Regions from separate parts of the Sus scrofa genome. Here region 2 is linked to region 1. A link is a contact called in public Hi-C data. All regions are on one chromosome and are shown on one strand. The core of a region is the stretch at or near the end of the contact, and the rest is flanking DNA. Distances in the headings are between cores, read along the strand shown.

Evidence for each region. Hi-C and Micro-C count contacts between places; a contact is called where the count stands out from the background.
Region 2: a Hi-C map of retroperitoneal adipose tissue shows a contact between it and region 1, with 2.2 times the contacts expected there. The contact joins two enhancer-like sites. A contact is called at or near these places in 10 of 47 Hi-C or Micro-C datasets (embryonic fibroblasts, fetal heart ventricle, heart right ventricle and 5 more) and 1 of 2 datasets of contacts at active chromatin or transcription factors (skeletal muscle).

Annotation. Positions count from the first base shown.
Region 1 is chr13:135,345,354-135,350,261 of Sscrofa11.1, forward strand. It overlaps HEG1 (protein HEG homolog 1), which reads left to right. Exons shown (of 17, transcript XM_021070219.1): 15 at 2,431-2,518. Among named protein-coding and RNA genes, the nearest start is that of MUC13, 69 kb to the right of the region's middle. Within about 2 kb of position 2,013, at least 13 of the 83 cell types and tissues checked have an H3K27ac peak or open chromatin away from gene starts, as enhancers often do. A contact at or near this core is called in retroperitoneal adipose tissue, where this site is marked.
Region 2 is chr13:135,577,095-135,582,002 of Sscrofa11.1, forward strand. ITGB5 (integrin subunit beta 5) reads left to right here. Exons shown (of 15, transcript NM_001246669.1): 11 at 360-582. Among named protein-coding and RNA genes, the nearest start is that of UMPS, 71 kb to the right of the region's middle. Within about 2 kb of position 2,292, at least 40 of the 83 cell types and tissues checked have an H3K27ac peak or open chromatin away from gene starts, as enhancers often do. A contact at or near this core is called in retroperitoneal adipose tissue, where this site is marked.

The DNA.
Region 1 (4,908 bases), core at 763-3,262:
AATAAATAAATAAGTGCCTGCGCACATGATCTACGGTGTCTCTGGGACACATGTTCAATCCCCATCCCAGCACGTTAAGGAGCCGGCATTTGTGGTATAGGTCACTCAGATCTGATCCCTGGCTTGGACACTCCTTATGTCTCAGGGTGGTGAAAACAGAATAAAATGAGCACTTGCCTGTATGCTGGAAATGAGAAAACATGAACTTGGTGTGGAGAGATGAGCAGGAACCAGCCTTGGATCTCCAGTTAGGAACAAAGGGAGTCACTGTAGGTTGTGGGGTGTTTTGTTGTTGTTGTTGTTTTTGTTTTGAAGTGGAAAATGGCATGATCGGCTTTGGTTTTTGACGTGAGTGGGCAAGACTGGGTGCAGGAAAACCAGTGGAGAAGTGATTACGCTTGTCCAGTCAGGAGTAGATGGTGGCTGCGGGTGGCGTTGGTGGAGATAAAGGGAAGTCGACAAATTCAAGAGGTTGGTCTTTTGTCCTCACTTTTTTAAAAAGGGAAGCTTGAATACGTGTGTCAGGAGGTGAGGGAGAGAATTAACTCATTCCCTGGTTTGGCTTTGTTTCCTGTACATCTTAATGCTGATGGTTTTTCATAGTAATCAGATTTCTGTGCTGTTTATTTCAAGAAGGGACATGCAAATGGTTGCATGACCTGGATTTGCTCTTTGCTCACAACCTCTGTGCACTATCCTTGATTTAACCTGAATACCTTGAGAGCACAGTTCCATCCTAACTTACCATAGAAAGCCTGGTTATTGCCACCCCCCTCTTTTTCATCCTGGACCTTACAACCTGAGAGCATGATTTTAATTATATTTTCACAGCAAGAAATTGACCATAATATTTAACAGAGTTTTTTTAAAATATGATTTTTCCAGAAATGCATAGGTATAAAACCAATTCATTTAAATTTTCACATTGTTTATTATATATGATATGTGCTTGCTCATATGACTGCTAATTTCTGGTAATTAAATTCAGTGTGTCTGTGTTGAGACTACCCAGTGCCAGAGTGGGTTATGCAGTGATTCCCAGACTCTGGGTAATAGTTCTTATAAAATTAGGGAATTTAGTTTAGGGTTGCCTCCTTTTTATTTTATCAAGTAAGAACCTGAAACCAAATTTTTGAAAATGTTATATCTGCTGTCACCATCAATTAAAAAAATTAGGAATTCCCACTGTGGTTAAGTGGGTTAATGATCCACTTGTCTCCGGAGGCACCAGTTTGATCCCCAGCCCAATGCAGTGGGTTCAGGATCCTGCGTTGCTGCAGAGTAGGTTGCAACTCTGGCTCAGATTCAATCACTGGCCCAGGAATTTCCATATGCCTCAGGGGCTGCCAAAGGAAAACAAACAAACAAACAAAAAACAGAAAAATTAAAAAAAAAAAAGTTAACACCAAAAGGTGGAAAGTAGTCAAGAAAATATTCTCTTTTTCCCCCAATTACTTTCTAAAACACAGTTTTACTGGAGGCATAATTTACAAATAGTAAAATGCCCCTATATTAAGTGAAGAACAAAAAGTAGGAAGAACCAAATCTTAGTATTAAAACAGGGGGGGAAAAGCCCCCTGTTAGTTTTTGAAAATGCCTGCATCTCTTTTATTTTTCTCTTCTGAGTGTGGCTTGGTGACAGGGTCCTCAGGTGGATCTGCAGGTGGCATTTGGGAGCTCTCATTCTAGGCGTGGCTGAGAAAGGAAAACTCATCTCAAAGTAGTGTTGGGGGGGTGAGGATCATTTTTCCTCTACCTTCTAGATTCTTGGCTGAGGACCTCACCCCCACCCCACTCCGCTGTAAAACCCAGAATAACAGGAGGAAAAAAAAACATTTTAATTGCATGCGTACACATGGGAAACCACAAAAATGTGAGACTCAAGGCAGCCAGATGACTGAAACTTATCCACCCACCCACCCCTCTGAGCCGAGAAAAGGGCTAGAGGTCTAGGGCTTCAAACGGGAAAAGATGGGTCACAGGGAAGTAAGAAGAGGAAATGGTGGGGAGACAAACGTTGCGTGCCAGGCAGGTGTGTCTCTTAGGTAAACACGTTATCTCTGGTATCAGCTCTCTTCCTGGTACGGGCTTCTTTCTAATACGTAAATTTCCCGTACAAAAGGGTAAGGAATACTCAGTTTTCAGAGCTTCTCCAGTGTCTGCAGTTTCTCAAAATATCAGCTCAAAATAATATATCTATCTAAGGGGCACATTTTGAGGTGGCTCATTCTGCTCCCCTTCAACTGAGAAAAGGCAGAGCTGACTCCAAGCAGCCCTTCCTGGGGGCCCAGCAAATAAAAAGGGGGTCACCAGCTGAGGCACCAGGGTAGCCACGGGGTAGGAAAGGGACCATTTGACTGTTTGTTTTAATTCCTTTATTCATTCATGACCTCTTAGCCATCCACTGTTTTCCTTTCTAAACCTGTTTAGCTTATCAGCTCATCACCGTGGTGATCGCCGCAGCGGGAGGTGGGCTTCTGCTCATTCTGGGCATCGCGCTGATTGTTACCTGCTGCCGGTGAGTACCAGGCATCCCCATTTTTTCCCTTTTCAAGAATGTCTGGGGTGGTTTACAGGATTAAACCGTAAGGTATGACTGAACCATGAAAAACCATGATAGGTAGTGCCATCAGGGAAAGAAAAGGACAGGAAATGGGATTTCTACTAAAAAAGAATACCCCAAACACAAGCCACAGAAGAAAAAAGAGACAGATTGCATTTTATCAAAATTGAAAACTTGTCTGCTTCAAAGCACACTCTCAAGAAAGTGAGAAAAGACAACCCACAGAAGGGGAGAAAGTACGAATTTATGAATCTAGGCTTATGACTCTAGACTGGACTCTAGAACATATAAAGAATTCTTATTCACAGTAATAAAAAAGTAACTCCATTTAAAAGTAGGTAAAAAACTTGAATAGACATTTCTCCAAAGAAGATAGGCAAATAGCCAGTAAACATATGAAAAGAGCTTCAACATCATTAGTCATCAGGGAAAGGCAATCACAATCCACATTGGAAACCATTTCACACCCACTAGAATGTTTATTAAAAATAAACAAAACCCAGAAAACAGCAAGTATTGGGGAGAATGTGGGAAAATGAGAACACTCGTCACGGCTGGTGGAAACGTGAACTGCTGTAGCCACTTTGAAAAAGGTCTGGCAGTTGCTCAGAAAGTTAAGCAGAATTACCATTTGACCCAGCACTTCCACCAGGAATGGCAAGCTATGTCCACAGAGAAACTTGTACAGAAGTGTTCATAGCAGCATTGTTTGTGATAGCCAAAAGGCGAAAAAGAACCCATTATCTGTCAACTGATGGATAGCTAGAGAAAATGTGATATATCCATGTGATGGAATGTTATTCACCCTAAAAAGGAATAAAATAATGAAACACACTATAAAACCTGCATGAACCTTAAAAATAGTATGCTATGTGAATTAAGCCAGTCACAAAAGACCACGTGTATGGTTCCGTTTATTTGAAATGACCAAACTAGACAAATGAAATAGAAAGTAGATTAGCGGTTGCCTAGGGCAGGGTGGGCGGGGGATGAACTGGAGAGTAATGGCTAAGCAATGTGAGATTTCTTTCTGGAATGATGCAATTGTTTGTTCTAAAACTGATTATGATGATGGTTGTGCAACTCTGTACTAAAAACCATTGCCTTGTGCCCCCCCCCCTTTTTTTTTTGGTCTTTTAAGGGCCACACCCATGGCATATGGAAGTTCCCAGGCTAGGGGTGAAATCAGCGGCTGGCCGCAGCCACAAACACAGCACTGCAGGATCCAAGCCACATCTGCAACCTACACCACAGCTCATGGCAACACCGTATCATCAACCCACTGAGTGAGGCCAGGGTTTGAACCTGCATCCTCATGGATACTGGTCAGCTTTGCTACCACTGAGCCACAATGGGAACTCCCTGCCTTGTGCACTTTAAATGAGAAAATTAAGAAACAAATGAAGATGGAAGAAGTTGCCTGAAGTATTTAGCAGTGGAGAGGTGACAGGCATGTGGATGAGCAGATGGTAGTGAACTTGGCTCTAGACATCTTGGACAGCAGTGGGACTGGATTTCTACTGGAAAAGCAAGGAAAAAGAAAATTGTTCCCTTCTCTATGCCTATTCAGATAAAGGAAAACTCAAACCTTTGATTAGATGATAATAAATGGCAGGAATTATCCTGACATAACAGATGGAGGGAACTACCAAAATAGCAAGGTGTCTTTTTAACCATGGACGTGAAGGACATTTGCAGTATCCTCTGTCCCCAGGAAAGCTGCAGAGAGCAAGGGGCAGGTTCATGGGCAGCCTCACGGTTCAGCCTGTACCTGTCATTTACAAAGTTGTAATCAAAGTATCAAAGATAAACCGAATGCATAGAAATACAGTTTGGGGTGTGAGATTAGGAGCTAGAGAGATAGACCTTGAATACTCCAGGGGATGTAAGCCTCATATCTGGTATTCTGTACCAGGTAGTGTGGTCATTTGGGAAAGGAGAGCCTGTGACTTTTGGCCCTTGGGAGGAAAATGTTGTGGGGAATCATTACGTCATTGTTTGAGACCAGATGCCCATCCCCCAGGGAGCAACACAATGGCAGGTCCGTTCTGAACTTGCGAGAAGGAACGATGCAAATTAAAAACAAATATAAAGAGGAGTTCCCATCATGGCTCAGTGGAAATGAATCTGACATCTGACTAGCATCCATGAGGACGCAGGTTCAATCCCTGGCCTTGCTCTGTGGGTTAAGGATCTGGCGTTGCCTTGAGCTGTGGTGTAGGTTGCAGACACAGCTTGGATCTGGCATTGCTGTGGCTATGGTGTAGGCCGGCAGCTACAGCTCAGATTGGACCCCTAGCCTGGGAACCTCCTCATGCTGCAGGTACGGCCCTAAAAAGACAAAA
Region 2 (4,908 bases), core at 1,042-3,541, 230 kb after region 1:
TCTCTTTCTCAAAATCCTTCACTTAATCACATTGCAAAGTCTCTTCTGCCCTGTATGAGGTAACAGTCCTGGTTCTGGGGCCATTATTCACATGACAAGGTAGACAGCAAGAAGCTCTCTGGGGTCCTGGGCCAGTGGCATGACTTGGTCAAGTTCTGGACCAACTTGGAGCAGCACCGGACCCAGCTGGGCCACATGCACTGCCCAGGCCTCTGTGTCTGGCCCAGACAGTCTCCAAGGGCACAGTTAGTATCTTAGTCTGTTGGATTCCCAGTGCCTGGCACATGGCAGGCGCTGGGTTGTTGGTTGTGTCTTCGTGCATGCAGGCAGGCGCTGATGTGCTGTGTGTGTCCCTTTAGGCCATGGCGAGTGTCACTGTGGAGAATGCAAGTGCCACGCAGGTTATATTGGGGACAACTGTAACTGCTCAACAGACATCAGCACATGCCAGGCCAGGGATGGCCAGATCTGCAGCGACCGGGGGCACTGTGTCTGTGGGCAGTGCCAGTGCACGGAGCCAGGGGCCTTTGGGGAGAAGTGTGAGAAATGCCCGACCTGCCCTGACGCCTGCAGCACCAAGAGGTAAAGACCCTCCCCACAGCCCTCTCCACTGCCCCCCACACCCCACCTTCTTCTGCAGACCAGGCCTGACATCCGGCCACCAGCCCTCAGCACCGGCCAGCCTCTCACTCCCCATCTCAGGCACCTTCCCACTCGGCCTTGCTGGAGAGTGAAACTCTTACTAACATTAACTAGAATAGTGTCTTTGAAACACTGGTGTCATGGGGATTTTGTTTAAAAAATAAAAATAAAAAGCGAAACATGGAGTTCCCGTCATGGGAACGAATCCGACTAGGAACCGTGAGGTTGCGGGTTTGATCCCTGGCCTTGCTCAGTGGGGGTTAATGATCCGGCATTGCCGTCAGCTGTGGGTAGGTTGCAGATGCGGCTCGGATCCCACGTTGCTGTGGCTCTGGTGTAGGCTGGTGGCTACAGCTCTGATTTGACCCCTAGCCTGGGAACCTCCATATGCCGTGGGAGCGGCCCAAGAAATGGCAAAAAAAAAAAAAAAAAAAAAAAAGAGCAACAGCAGCAGCAAAACAAGACTCTTACTCTGTTCCTAAGCAAGTTCAGAACCACTGAGTTAAAGGCAGTTAAACTGATTCTGGTACCAACATAGCATCTTCTTGAGCCTTTATTGGGCCACTGCGTATTTCAAAAGGGATTCCCCCCATGCATCTTGTTTTCCAAATGAATTTGCTTCCTGCCCTCCCCCACCATTAACATCTCCCAACATGGTTTCACAAGCCACTCACATGGGAAAGGCTGCTTTAAACAAACCATAGTCAGAAGGTAAATTGGATGGGAGGGCACCCGACCTAGATAAGGCATGCCAGGAACCAACTGCAGTGGCTTTTGAATTTTCTGCTCCATTTGTACAGATAATGGAGCGGGTCTCTGTGCCGCTGCTGAATGCAGAGCTTGTCCAGACGCAGGCTCCAGGCCTTCCCCGACTCAGCCATGGGGTCACGTTCCCCTGTGGACCTCCCCACAGCTCTGCCAGTCTGCCTGGGTGTGCATGAGAGGAGGGCATTGAAGACATCCAGGAGTGATGTCCTCGGAAAGCAAGAGTGACAGTTTCTGTTGAATTCCGCCAAAAAAGCAGCTGTGCCGTCACCATCCGAGCACGAAGGGGCCAGGAGGGAGGGGCACAGATAACTAGAAACAAATAATAATACAGACGTTGTTTCCCTTTGGCTGGGAGACACAAATGTGCAATTTTTTTGGCAGATGGCCCTTCCAAATGCCTGGCTCGGGTTCATAATGAGAGGAGTCTGTACTCCCTGAGCTGCCGCGGCTGCCGGTCAATCCATACTCAGAGATGCTCTGGGCGGCAGAACCCCTGGTTGGACATCGGCCACAATAATCCAGCCGTGGGTAATTGAAAGCTGGCTGCAGATGGAGAGACAAGATAGACAGGGCCAGATTTTACTTTGTGTGATTAGAAGAGGCCAGGCAGGGTAAGGGAGAGGGAACACAGAGTCTCTGTAGACCTGCTAAGAGCAGAGAAACAACAGAAGTCCAAATAGAAGCCACCCAGCGGAGGAGCGGAGGATCCTGGATCTGGAGCCCACAGAGCAGTGGAATCACATCTGAGCCTGGACTCACAGCCAGTTAATGCCTGAGGGAGGTGCCATCCCCACAGCTCGCAGCCGCAGAACCCTTCAGAGTATAGGCTCCAGTCCTTGGGGTAGAGGAAGTTGATGCGGGGTGGAGGGCAAGCTAGGACAACACACATGGAACTAATAAAAGCTGATAAAGCCCGTTGCTTCCCTTCCTCTGGCGCACAAGGCGGTAGAGGACTGGCTTGGGTCAGTTAAAAGGCCCCGGAGGAGATAGCCTTCCCCTTAAATGTTTAAAGCGTTCATTTGCTAGAGACGTGGACTGGGTGATTTGGTATCCATTAAGCAATTCCAGAGGAGCAAGGAGCAGAGAGACGCGGTAAATGAACCTCCTTACTCCCTCTTGTGTCCGAGCCACACTGACCCTCTGTCTCATTTACCGCCTCATTGTAATTTTTTTTTTAAGCAAAGTCTTTTTGATAGTGCCTTATGTCAAGCTGTTTCTATTTGCTGCTTTGCTGAGACCCACCAGGTTTGGAATGTCTCCTGTCCATTTTGGGGTTTTTTTTTTGGCCACACCTTTGGCATGTGGAAGTTTCCAGACCAGGGATTGAAGTCATGTCACAGCAGTGACCCACACTGCTGCAGTGACCATGCCGGATCCTTAACCTGTTGCACCACAAGGGAACTCCCTTTCTGTCCGTTTTTCCTCTGAGGTTTGAGAGCAGCCAATCTGTCCTTTCTCGAACTAACCAAACATACCCTTCACCTTGGGTGAGTTCATGTTCAGCCTCAGCTGATTTCAATTAACAGGCTCCCTGAGCAAAGTCTGTCTCAGCAACCTGTTTGTTTAAAGGCCAGGCTTATTTTAATACATGAGCACAACATATCACAAGTTTCAACCGAGTACGTGGAGCACACAGGTTAAACTGATAATGTCTGCACGGATGATCAGGGCATGTTCCCTGGAAGCGGCCTTGTGGTTTCATGACAACAGGGGGCGCAGATGGAGGGCAAGGTGAATCGGAGCAGAGACTGGCAGCAGCCAGCTTTCTTTGCAATGTGTTAATCCCTGGTGGTGGTGGCGGGGCAGCAGATCAGCATGAATAAGCAGAGCTGGAGCCACTCCTTCCTGGTCCCTAGCCAGGTCGCAGTTCCCTGCCCACTGGGGCTGTGGCCTCGGGAGAAATGCAAAAACTACCACCTTGTTTGTAACCGCAAGATGTTTCCGTGAAAGCCTTCCCAGGAGAGTGGGATTTTGTGGCCAATTCTGGGATAGTTGAATTCTTAAGCATATTATTTTTTAATTTATTTTTATGTATTTATCTTTAGGGCCACACCTGTGGCATATGGAGGTTCCCAGGCTAGGGGTCAAATCGGAGCTACAGCTGCCAGCCTGTGCCACAGCCACAGCAACACCAGAGCCGAGCCGTATCTTCAGCCTACATACACCACAGCTCACAGCAACGCTGGATCCTTAACCCACTGAGCGAGGCCAGGGATCGAACCCATGTCCTCATGGATACTAGTCGGGTTTGTTACCACTGAGCCACAACAGAAACTCTGAATTCTTAAGCATGTTACAAGCCCGGTAAGACGGTTTTGTACTTTCTTTCCACCATCTGCTCGTTCTTTGCTCCTTTGTGGTCAGAAAGTGGAGCAAGGCCTCGGGAGGGACTTGTCTGAGAGGCAGGGCACCTGGGTGCTGGACCCCACTACCATTGATTTCTCATGTCCCTTGCCTGTACAAGAAGAGCGACTTAATACAAGGCTCCCAGCTCCCTCCAGGCCTGACGCACCACTGCACGGTTTCTGCCCCAGACATGCAGTAGCTGGTCTCCTTGTCCCGAGGGGCTTAAACATGATCATAATGAAGGTGATGCCTGGCGGTTGTATATCCCTCCCTGTTTTTGCCAGAGAGCTTTCCAGACACACAGCTCCCTTGGCCGCCGCAGGCCTGGGGGGTAGGGAGGGCGGCTGTCCCCCACTTGGCCAAGGCTCTGTGAGGCCACCTGCCACCCTCTGGTGCCAGGGCACCGCTGCAGGGAGGTGGCGGCCCTCCCAGCATGCTTGGCTCTTGCTTCCCTTGCCCTGTTTTCCCAAGGAGGCCCTGTTTTGGGGGTTCTCACCCTCCTTGTGGGCCACCGGGCACTATCATCTCGCAAAGTCCCTGCAAGGCCACTGTCAGCAGGTTGTTCTGTTCCAGCCCACTTCTCCCTGGAGTTGAGTCCCCACCATCCCATTTATGCTCCCACAGCCCCAAAGTCCCCCAGAGGGGTCAGGACCCTCTCTCCCTCCACAGAAACTTTACAGACCCTTCGAGCTTAGCTCCTTTGCTGGAGCTCTGTCTGGGAGGGGGAAGGGGGCGAGGGCCTGGGAGTCTCTAGGATAGTGGTTCCCGCTGGCCCTCCCCTTTAATCAGATGCCCCGGGAGCCCAGGGTCTGGCCCTGGAGATAGGAGTCCATGGGTGTGGCTGGACCCAGGCGGCAATACTTTTGTCTTGAAAGCCCATCTAGAGAAGAATGCGCAGGCGGGCAGGGGGGGGTCCTGGGAATTGGGGTCCTGGGGGTGTAAGGACCCCTCTTCGAGGCCGGGAACACTTTTTCAGACTCCTTAGTGAGGCATTTGAGGCTCCAGGGTGCAGACGGGTTTGTCTCCTGATATCAGAATTTCGAAGGTCGCCCATCTGCACCTTGACACGTGGACCAGATATGCCTCTCAACTCATGTTCCTCCAAGAACCCTCGGGCTTCCCTGCATGATAGCAACCGAAAGGGCTGAGCAG